Regions from separate parts of the Mus musculus genome. Here region 2 is linked to region 1. Evidence: chromatin contacts called from public HiChIP or PLAC-seq data. All regions are on one chromosome and are shown on one strand. Each heading gives the region's core, a stretch centred on a gene start, on an enhancer-like site or on the middle of the called end of the contact. The rest is flanking DNA. Distances are from core to core; before and after follow the strand shown.

Region 1 (5,720 bases), core at 3,121-5,620:
TCCTGAAAAACAGGAAAAGCCTGACATATTTTTTGCAACCCTTTAGGAGTGCAAAAAGAGTGACCATTGCCAATTGCTTTCTTATCTGCATAAGGCGGAGTAGGTGGGGGAGCACTGAAACTCCTCCCTATTGGACCAGATCTTTCTGCCTCATACTCCGCAGCAGCCTCCTTCAAATCTTCCTCCTCTCCTGTTGATAATTCGGAATCCTCTGAGCTAGACAATTCTAACGACTCAGAGTCCTCGAGAGGAGGGTAAATTGACTTAATTTTCTGCTTTTTACTATTTTTTATACTATTTTTTGTATCTTTACATTTTGGGAGTTGACAATTAAAGCCATGATATAAGATCAAGGCAAGAAAGATAGCAACCCCAGCAACAATTATCAGATCTATTTTGTAGGAGAGTATGCTTCTCAAAGACTCACATTAATTTCTTTCTACTTACCGGTACCGCCGTTCCTCAGCTGAAGAGTTCTGAATTCACGCTGTTGAATCCTTCTCAGCAGCCTGTTTTACAGGAACCTTTATTAACACCGCTCCCCAGCTGAAGAGTTCTGAATTCACGCTGTTGAATCCTTCTCAGCAGTCTGTTTTACGGGAACCTTTATTATCCGCTCCTTCCCCGTGATGCAGTTCTGAATCCTCCCTGTAGCAGGGGGTCTTCGCTCGTGCCTGAAGATGTTTCTTGTCCCGGGCTTTTCGGCACCACTTCTTGCGCGCGCTTGACTGGCCAGGAAGAACGACGCTGCAACAGGATCCTTCTGCACACGTTTATTGGGAGAGCTTGATTGTAGAGGCGAAAAGACCTCGAGCCCAGAACTGGTGCTGCTTTTATAGGCCTAGGACAGGCGTTCTCTCTCATCTGATTGGTTAACTTGTCTCTCATCTGATTGGTTAACTTGTCTCTCATCTGATTGGTTAACTTGTCTCTCATCTGATTGGTTAACTTTTGTCAATTCTCAAAACCTCACCTTGGCAAAAGAACCTTTACTGGCTATGTATGTGTGGTGGCCAGCTGTAGCCAACTGCCACTCTGTAACTGCCACTCTGTAACTGCCACTCTGCAACGGCTTCCCACAGTAGTCCATGGATATTGTTTACTCCCTGTAGCCACTTGGACCCAAGACCTTTTGGAGGACATAGTTCCATCAGTTTGTAGCAAGAGAGAGTGTTGTGCTCCTGTGGCCACCAAAAAACACTTCCACTTTGAGAGTTACCCTAGGTTCGGGGAGGGGATCCGAACCCCGTCTCCACTAATAACTTCTTCCTGCACCGCCAACACCTTGGGGTACAGGGCTCTCTTCTTCTTGGGCTTATTAGGACACTCTCCTTTCCAATCTCCTTTTTCCTTGCAGTGCGCACACTGGTCCTTAGGCAGGGGCTCCCTTCTGATGCCAGGTACTACCTTCCTAAATTCTCGGGGCTTTCTAGCTTTCCTTACTACAGTGACCAGGATCTTTTTTTTTTTTTTTTTCTGAGACAGGGTTTCTCTGTATAGCCCTGGCTGTCCTGGAGCTCACTTTGTAGACCAGGCTGGCCTCGAACTCAGAAATCCGCCTGCCTCTGCCTCCCAAGTGCTGGGATTAAAGGCGTGCGCCACCACGCCCGGCTAGTGACCAGGATCTTATGAAGATTCCTTTCTTGCCTTTTGTCTCTTTTCAGCTCTCTAGCTTCCTGATCTTTCTGCCTTCTCTCTTCTTTTTCTTCTGTCTCTCAGTTATAGAACACTTTCTCAGCTACTTGCACAAGCTCCTTCATGACTTATCATGTAATCCTTCTAACTTTTGCATGCTTCTTCTTAATATCCTTGGTTGACTGTTCAATAAAGGCTATAGTAATGGTGGCCTTATGTTCTTCTGCTTTAGGGTCATAGGGCATAAACTGACGGAATGCCTCCATCAGGCGCTCAAGGAGTGCTGAAGGGGATTCCGTAAGCCCTGAACGGTTTCCCTTACCTTGGCCAGATTCCTTTACCGTGTCATGCTGCCCCTTGGGGAGCTGCCATTAGTCTGGTGATAGACTCTCAGGTGTTCCCTACCTACAGGAAGGGCCTAGTAAGGGGGAACCCAGCATCTATCTCATTAGGCAGAAGAGAGGGTCTACCATCCATTCCAGGTATGTTTTTTTCTAGCCTCAAGGATAATTTAATGTCTTTCCTGCATTGTGAAGGGAGTTGGCAGTCATCCCAAGTCGGTCAGTGGAAGAAGAGAATAGAATCCAAAAGATTAGTCAGAGCCTGAGGGTTTTTGGGGGGGGGGGGGAATTATGAGTTTTCCAGTTATAGAGATCAGCAGAGGAAAAAGGCCAGTACTGTAGAGGTTGGTTGCCTTGGTCATTTGCAAGACCATAGGCCCGGAGGGTAAAATAGGGGCATCAGGGGTCTCTGCCCACCTGATCTGTGTCCCCGCTGCTGGACCCTGTACTGGGGGTTGGGTGGAAGAAACCTCTGGCTCTTGGAGAGCCTGCGGCGCAGCCGGGGGGCACCATGGGCTCTGGGGCAGGTGCCCCTCCATGTGGGGCTGGCACCAGGGGCTGAGCAGGAGGATAAGGTGGAAGAAGATCCAAAAGGAGTAAGTCTGCATCTCCAGAGGACAGAACGGTCTTCTTTTCTGTCTCAGTCTTCACGGCACACACTCTCGCCAGACTTGGATCTGAAAGTGAAACAAAAGGGCAAACCCATGCAGGGGGTGACAAAACCAAATCCTCCCAGACAACAATATAGGGAACCTGGTCGGGGTGTCCCCCTGGTCCCAGAAAAAAAAAATCCTCTCTTTAACTTCCTCTATCTTGTCTAGGAGGAAGGAGCCCTCTGGTGGCCATCCAGTCTGATAGGAAGGCCACTCCGAAGCACACAGAGTCTGCCACTTTTTCTTTTTAACCTCAACAGACAAATTGTGAGCCCTTTCTTTTACATCCATCCAGTGGTCAAGGGTAATAGTCAGGGGAGTGGAAGTGGTCTGTCCCATCATCTCGTCCAAATAAAGTGTCACAACTACACCACAGGAAACAAGTAAGATAAACAAGACCAACACAGGGCGTCCTACACGCGATTTCCAGAGACGCCTGATACTGTTTGTACCAGGCAATTGCTGAACCCTAGCAGCTGCTGGGTTGAGAAGGACCGTTTCTGATCTAACCTCCCAGCGTGACTCGGAGCGCCCTCCAGCGTCCTTTGGCCCATGACACTGACACGTCTGCCCGTCACAACAGCAACCTGGATGGGGTCTCCTAGAAGACACCAAAACCTGAGACCAGTCCAAAACCAAACCTGAAACCTGAAAACCAGTTGTCCCCTTCCAGGACTTAACAGATACAGACTGTGGATGCAGACAACATGAAACAGAAAGTAACACAGACCTGCTCGAGCATACCTCTGATTTCTTCGCCAATTGTGGGTCTGGGGGCGCACAATCTCGCTGGGGCCTCCAATTGTTGGACCCCAGGGGCCCAAGTGTTGAGAACGCGACCCCCAGAAACACAGCTTGACGACAGGTCGCTGCAATGACAAGAGGTTTTTATTTCGTAGCACGTGGGGTTGCTCAGCCTCGCAGGGAGAGTCAACCACGATTGTCAAAAGTACAGCTTTTTTATACTCTTTTGAAGGGCGGTTACACAGCTATATTATTATTGGCTAGCAAAGCAACAGTATATTTTTAATTTTAGTGGTCAGCTATTGATGTGCCAGAAACTTTGTCAGCAAGGTCGGTTTACCTTAGAATTCAAACTGAGGCAGGGGTCCCAAGGACTGATATTTTTGTCATGGCTAATTCTTGAGAGCAGCTAATCTTGCTCTGGCAGCTGTGGTCATCATGACCGCTAGTCAGTCCCTCCAGATGGGGAAGGGGCCGGGTGGTCTTGAACTTGTTTACATTGGCAGGGAAAGGGAAAATTCTTGAAGCAGCAGGGGGAAGGGAGAAGCTCTGCAAACAGCTTTGGTGCACATTAGCCAAGCTAAAACTATATTTCTTCAGACTAAGAAGAGACAGGGCCTTGGCCAGATTCAGAGACTCTGGTTCTCCCTTTCCTTGACTTTCTGAAAGTTTTTCTCCAAAATCATACCTCACATCTCAGCCTGTGTTGGGAGACCTACCATCCCTGCCTAGGAGCTGTACGTTCCGCAGGCTGGGTTGGATTTAGAAGAACAGAGAAGTTACTGACAAGGTTCAAGCACAGGCAGGGCAAGGCTGAAGGCATGGATGGGTGGGACTCAGGTGGCTTTCAGATCTCTAGGTACTTGCCTGCTCCCAGACTTACTTTGCTCCGCCCCAAGGACCAGGAATCCTGCTGTGTGCTGGGTTGGGCCTGGGGGTTGTGCTCTGGGAAAGAGTCCAGTTCCTGTTTTCTGGGCTGAGGTTTGCTCCTCCTTCTGTCCTAAAGCTTGGTCAGCCCAAAGGGAGTGGTTCTATAATCCCAAAGACAGTCTCATCTGCTCTGCCCTACCCGACTGGGTCCTTGCACCGTACCCCACCGCAGCCGCTGAGGAGGAGGAGGAGGAAGAGGAGGAGGAAGTCCCAGTGCCAGAACAAGCTGGACAAAGTTCAGGTACTCCTCTGCAGCCCCAACTTCTGGGTTGGACCTGCAGGGTTTGGGTCTGAGTTTGTCATCTGCTTCGCAGTTCTGTGCAGCTCGAGTCTGAGCCTGAGGCTAGTGAGGCAGAAATGGTGAGCTGGGAAGGGAAACTGGGGTCCCAGGGGGCAAGAGAGGGCAAGAGAGGGCAAGAGAGGGAAGGCAGAGCCCTAACCTCCAGGACTCCAGATCTGGGAACTTTCTCCGATTTCAGGCTTACCACACTCTCCTCTCCTTGGCCTGGAGCGTTATCTCATCTTCCCCCAACCCTTTGGTGGTGAAGAATCACCAAGCAAAAGGTCTTTGAGCCAGATTGCTTAAGCACCTTCTGCCTGTGTCACAAAGCTCAGACCCCACCTCTCCCAAGTGGCCAGAAGTAGCTTTAGGAAATTAAGGGTTTGCCTCCATGAACTTAAGTCCCTGGGGACACTGTCCCAGTCCGTTGCTAGGTGATTCTTTGTCGCCCTGTTGATGAATGGGCAGAGCCTAGACATAGACCACTGCCTGGGGATGACATCCTAGCTGCCACTGAGCTCCTGGCCAGCTGAAAGAGGGAAATAATTGGAACATTTCTTTGCAGGCGTTTCTAAGACCTCAAGTGAGGTAGGCCCAGAGCCTGACAGACCTAAGGCCCTAGGGGTTTCTGAAAGTGCCCAGTTTCTATTCTGCACCCAGTGATGACCCGCCCAAGACTGGCCCAGGGCCTAGCGTTCTTCCTGCTCGGTGGCACAGGTCTCTGGGTCCTGTGGTGAGTTGCTACTTGGAATCTCTTCCATGCCCTTCTCAGTTCTCCTGCCTCCTAAATGTGATAGTCAACCAGTTCCTCAGGACCCATCAACTCTCGAGGCTCAGGATCCTCCAGCCTCAGGAAGGCTAACTAGTTTTGGCTTTTGTGTTTTGCCATGGTTTGGGTTTTCCCAGCCTTTTATTTGCCATGTTTTCTGCCTAGACTGTCCTTCAAACCATGTTGATAAGAAACCCTGTTCATGTTCCTAAAGTAACCCCTATTGGCCTTGTGGGGGAGTTATGGCCACTGCATGTCTCCTTACCGTCTGTCTGTGGGAAGCCATGCTTCAAGGACCTAGTCATACCATGAGTGACTAGCTATGTGGACAAAAAGACAGCTACACACTAGGCCCTATGCTAGATATG
Region 2 (5,880 bases), core at 3,338-5,837, 200 kb after region 1:
GGGTTGAGTTTCTTCATGTCAGCAGTTTTCAAGTAAAAAAAGAAAATTTTTACAGATTTTAGAAAAAGAATGTTGAAGAGTACCTTTGGCAAAGGTCGCCTGTTTCCTGGGTCTCCTTCTCCTGAGTACTTAGAACCGTCACCACACCCACCCCTAGACTCCTTCAAGTCCTTCAGGGGGCCTTGACTCCTTTTCGGTAGCCTTAACATTTTAGTTCTAGGGTCCAACCTGTGTATGCATTCTTCACTGCCCAGCAGGCTGGGGGTCCTAAGGTCCAGGAAGGCCTCCACCCCCTACGGAGTGAATTTGGACAATAGCTCATCCTTAAAGAAATGGGTTTAATAAAACGATGAGCCTCCCTCCACCAGTGAGCTGGGCCAGTTGCCAGTTTGTGGCAGAATCCGTTGAGAGGGACCATTCCCTACCAGCTCATCAACAAATCCACAGTGCTTAGCCTAGGTGACACCGGACATTTGAGTGCTTAGTATAGGCCATGGATTCTTTCATTAGATACGCCTTACAGGTGGGGAAACTGAGGCGTAGTGAAATATGGTCACTGGGTGGCAGGTTGACTTAGGCCCAAGCTGTCTCAGTCTCAAGCTGTACTTTAGTCGCTGTTATGTGCCTGGTAGAGAGGAATAACCGAGGGACCCTCTCCATCAGTTAGAATCCGAGTCTGCATTCCAACTCACATATGCCTGTCCTCTCTGGGGCTCCACTGTTCATGTTTGGGGTGAGGGGCAGGGCAGGGGAGAACACGCGCACACACACACACACACACACACACACACACACACACACACACACACACACACGCACACACACCAGCACGCCAGGCATCACCTGCTCGATACTGGAGATGGGCCGGATTTTGTCGTGGGCATTCTCCCGGCAGTGCTCCAGAGCCGCAATGAAGGTGAACTGTTGCTGCTGGAAGAGCTTATACTTCTGCTCGATGCTGCGGAGGGACTCTTTCACCTCATTCATTGTTGCTCTTAGGTCTCACAGGACAGAAAGGGTCTATTGGGAGGAAGAGGAGAGCCTTGAAGCCCCAGGGGCCAGAATCTCCATGCAGCTTTGGATGGAAGCATCCTCCCATAGCAATGTGTCCCTACTTTGTGGAAAAGGAAGCAGGGTCAGGCAGCCACAAGCTTGTTCTAAGTCCTTCGAGTTGTTCACCACTGCACCAAGTCTGACCCTTGTCTATTTGCCTTCCCAGGACACAGTCTGCCATGACCTGTGGCTTCCTTCACCCAGAGACAGTTTCTGTGGTCCTCAGTGTCTCCAGATCACAGAGTATACCCACATACACACACACACTATCTTGTGAGTGTGCGTGCACACAGCATCCGGGACCTCTCTGTGGCAGAGCCAGTGATTCAAGGACATGCCACAGAACCCCCAAACCAGCAACACATCAGTTTTTAAAAAAGAGTCTATTACAGTGAAGTTGATGAAAGTCTGGGAGAAAACCAGGGTAAAGAAAGAGTTAGTGCTTTGTTGTTCTGTGTGACTCTCTGCGTCTCTCTCTCTCTCTCTCTCTCTCTCTGTGTGTGTGTGTGGGGGGGCTTGGAGCAGGAGCCCCAGCCTCAGGTTTGCAGCTTTCCAGGGTAGGTAGGTGCGGGTGTAGACTCGTCCCCTGTCTTATATTAATTACCTGCATTGCCTGATTAGGAAGGCCAACTGTATGCAACCCGAGGGCCATCACTGATGTGATGCTGGATCCTCAAGCACTGAGGATCCCCCCTGAGCAGACATGGCAGGGGTGCCCTACTCCATGCTGTCATGGTTTACTGACCTCCGACAAAATGCTTATAGTCTTTAAGGAATGTCAGAGCTGGAAGGGACCTCAGCAGTCCCTAACCTGTAACTTCCAGGAGGTATTTGGAGACCTAGAGATAAGGGAGTCCCAGTGAGTGTGTGCCATCGATCCCAGGCTTCCTGATGTCTAAACAGCATCCTCACTATCCCACATCCCACCACCCTTCCATGGGTACACCCAGAGCCCAGGCTCCAGCATGCCAGCCCGTGTCACATGACCCAAGGCTATTCCAGGATGCTGGAAGTGGAAGAGGCCAGCCATGCAAGGAGAAGCGTAAGGGAGGCACATAAAGGAAGGGACATTGGTGGCTTCCTAGTGAGGACATTGAAACTAGGACAACACCTGTGACAAAATAAATGGCAGCCAGAGAACATAAGACCTGAGAACAGATTCTTTAGCTCTCACCTTTCTTTTTTTTTTTTTTTTGTTATTTTTGTTTTGTTTTTCAAGACAGGGTTTCTCTGTGTAGCCCTGGCTGTCCTGGAACTCACTTTGTAGACCAGGCTGGCCTCGAACTCAGAAATCAGCCTGCCTCTGCCTCCCAAGTGCTGGGATTAAAGGCGTGTGCCACCACGCCCGGCAGCTCTCACCTTTCTTACTCTCTTCTCTAGCCCTCCTTCTCTCTCTCCCTTTCCCCTCTCTCCATGTGGCCATGGCTGGCTTCTCTCTTTGTACCTTCTCTCTGTTTCTCCCTTCCTTTCTACAATAAATCTCTAAAACCATTAAAAAACAAAAAACAAAACAAAAAATCAAAAAACTGAGAACAGACCAGAACATGGCCTCTGTGGATGCTGGCCTGCACATCACAGAACTTGGAGATGACTAGAGGAGACCCTTTAAAGATCTGAGGGAGAAGCTAAACCCACATGGGAAGTGGGCAAGCCGGGATCTGTCATATCCCTGCTTGATTCAGGGTAGCTCTTTGATTGGACCCTCCCTCTTTTATATTCCTTAGAGACAAGATGACAGGGATCAGGTTGGCTGTGGCTGCTAAGGAACAGGTGGGCGGTGCTAGCAAGGATCTGGAAAGTTATCCACTTCTAGGGTCCCCCTCTAGCTGGACTTGGGGGGCCTCACTTCCACTCCTATCCCAGAGCAATGAGAATTAGCACTCATGGGGCTCCCTCCCCTGTGCTCAGCTCTCTGCCCATCCTCAGGGCTTCCAGGTTCTCCAAGGAAGCCATGCTAACTGGCTTGCTGTGCCCCACGAGCTCCCTAGAGCAAACCTGACTTAGTTCTTGATCCTAGCAACTTGTGACATGAACACGTCAGGGATGTCACAGAAGGGGATGTAACTAGCTATCCAAAGTGATTGGCCCCTGACCACAGGCCTCTGCAGCCAAATTAGAGTGGATGAAAGGCCTGGATGCAGGCGCTGCTCTCTCTGGGGGAGAAGGGAGGGAAAGGTGATTACCCCATAGGTTTGAGGCTTTAATTGATTTGTATTTTTCCAGGCTGCTAAAGAAGATTAGATCGCAGTATGAAAAGCGCCTAGGGCTTAAAATAAATGAGCGGAGACGAAAGCCACTTCAAAAATGTCCAGGAAGCACACTGAACCCCCCCCCCCCCAGTGCAAGCTGCAGTGTGGCTGCTGCTTTCTTTGTTGGGGAGGCCTCATCTTTGCTTCCCCAGCTGACAAGTCTACCGAGGCCTGAGGCCTTTGAGGAAGCAGGTCTCGGGGACAGAGGGCTGCGCTGTGGCTTTACATGGGCAGGTGTCATTATCCCAGGTCAGAACGCTAGCTCTCAGCCTTGAGGCTCCCTCTGATTTCATTCTCAGCCCCTGGGCAAGACTTTTCCCCTTTGCTAGGCCTTAGCCTCTGTTTCTGTAAAAGGTGGGGGATTGGATAGAAACTCTTCAAGCTATTGAAACTTCCTCTCTGTGCCCAGCAGCTGTCGAGGGAAGAAATCCAGAAAGAGGAAATGACTTGCCCAAAGCCACCAGCTAACTCCTCTGGCCTGTCTTATTCTGCAGTGTCTTGTCTGTCTTCGGAGCAGAAGGTTTTCATCTGACTTGACACTGCCTGGTGCTGTGGCCCCCGGAGCCCCTGAGAGCTCCTCCAGCTTGACCCATGCAAACAGGTGAGCTACAGGAGCAGGAGTGACTCGGTCCCCAGCACTTGCTGCTCTTCCAGAGGGCCTGGGTTTAGTTCTCAGCACCTAGATCTATTGGCTCACTGCTTGCAACTCTGGCTCCAGGGTTCCAAAGTCCCTTTCCCAGCCTCTGCTCTTCCTCTGTCCCACCCTTATACACATTAATACATAAAGATAAAACTTGTGAGACAGGAACGATTGTTGTCCAAAGTGAGGTGAGATTAAGATTAGTCTAAAGATTAAGTGAGATATCACTATGTACCCACACTGTCCACTCCCTATAGGCCAGTCACTGTCGGGGACTTCAGGGTAGTTGTGGGAGGAATGCCTGAGTGTTCCCCACTGCTCAGGGTAGAAACTTAGGCTCACTGTAAATCTGTCAAATTTACAACATCTAGAGTTGGACTTGTGGCTATCATCGTAGGCTGTGTGTACCTCCCTCTGGGTTACTACACAGAGTCCTTCCTCCACGATGCCACCCTTGCCTCTTCCACAGCTACACGCAGCTTTCCTCCCCCTAGGCCAGGACACCTCCACCTCTTTCTCCCCCACTCCCATAGTGTTTTCGACCCAGCTCGTCGCCGGCGCTCCATCCCCCTTTACCCTGGTTTGACTTGGACTGGCCTTCGCCTCACAGAGTGCCCAGAAGCTTGCAGTGCCTCCGTGGGTGTGCGGCCCCGAGGGCGGGAAGGCCCCTCAGGAAATGGGCGTGGGCGGGGTCGAGGCCATAGAGGCCAGGCAGGCTTGGCCGATTGTGACCACAGGTGCTATGGCAACCCGGTCACATGACTCGGCCGGCCGCCCAAACCAGGAGACCCGCCCAGTTTCCCCCCACCCCCACCCCCATATGATCTGGGCGCATATGACTTTTCCTCCTGTAGAAACCGGTCCCACGTCTGCCCCAGCGTCTTTCATTTAAAGATGGGGAAACTGAGATCCAGGGAGCAGGGTCAGCTTCCAGCGCCCAGATCCGCACAGTTGGCTACACCAGAAGCAGGATTTATTCTGTCATCCGATCCCCCATTGCTCTGTAGCTCCACAGGCGTTCTGGGGTTTGCTTTGTGGCCCTGGGGAGGGAGAGCCGACTGCAGATCAGGACCTCGGTGGATGGAATCCGGGACCAGGACTCGCCCCAGCTGAGGCGCTCACCGATGACGCATAGCTTGGCGTCCCAGCAACGCCGTTACTAAGGAGCGGAGCGCTGTCGGAAACATGGATGCAACCACAGCCCCTCATCGCATTCCCCCGGAAATGCCTCAGTACGGGGAAGACTACTACATTTTCGAGATGATGCAGGTGATCAGGCGCCCGAGGATAGGGAATACGGCTACCGGGCCGGGCCGGCAGCATGGTCTGGGGGGAAATCCCTTTCCTCAGTTTCCCCACCTGTGAAATGGCGCAGTAGTCTCCAGGGCCTCTTCTGGCATTGTATGGGAAACCTCAGCCGGTTCCTGAGCCCTGAGTCTTACCTAAGCTGGGCCTTGGAAGCCCTAACAAGCTAGGCTCACCCACCTCACTCCAAGACCAGTTAAAGAGATAAGCAACAGAAAAAAAGAAAAAGTCAGAGAAAGGCTTATTTCCTGTGACCACAATGGAAGGAGGAACACGTTCAAGAAGTTCAGTGACCTGCTTCCCGGGGCTAGTTTTGGGGTCCACACAAGTCTAGTGTGATCCCGCACCTCACTGACCCATATCTGTCTCCGTTCCACTCCCTCCTGCAAGGTGGTCTGACAAGTTGGAGGAAAACTTCCCAGGAGACCCGCCCCTCTGGCTGGTGCCAGCCTTTTCCTTCTCCTGGCATGAGGTTCCTGGGAAATTCCAGTTCCCAGGACCAAACCGATTGTCTCAGCCGTCAGGCAAAAGACACATGTGTTTTGTCTCATGAGGGTGTCTTTGACCCTGTTAGGACAAGTAGGGGACCGTATAAGTTTTAGATGGCATCCCTATCCAGGTGGTCTCCTCTGG

Evidence for each region. HiChIP or PLAC-seq counts read pairs in DNA pulled down with a chosen protein or histone mark.
Region 2: an H3K4me3 HiChIP or PLAC-seq map of bone marrow-derived macrophages shows a contact between it and region 1, with 4 times the contacts expected there. The contact joins the promoter of Spaca9 here to the promoter of Gbgt1 in region 1. A contact is called at or near these places in 1 of 39 promoter capture datasets (liver), 1 of 115 datasets of contacts at active chromatin or transcription factors (bone marrow-derived macrophages) and 1 of 9 other capture datasets (adipose tissue).

The regions. Positions count from the first base shown.
Region 1 is chr2:28,492,521-28,498,240 of GRCm38.p6, forward strand. It overlaps Gbgt1 (globoside alpha-1,3-N-acetylgalactosaminyltransferase 1), which reads left to right and starts at 4,371. Exons shown (of 7, transcript NM_139197.2): 1 at 4,371-4,544; 2 at 5,149-5,316. The coding sequence starts at 5,246.
Region 2 is chr2:28,695,064-28,700,943 of GRCm38.p6, forward strand. Spaca9 (sperm acrosome associated 9) reads right to left here and starts at 4,588. Exons shown (of 5, transcript NM_027283.1): 1 at 4,519-4,588; 2 at 844-1,020. The coding sequence starts at 987. Ak8 (adenylate kinase 8) reads left to right here and starts at 5,098. Exons shown (of 13, transcript NM_001033874.2): 1 at 5,098-5,211. The coding sequence starts at 5,128.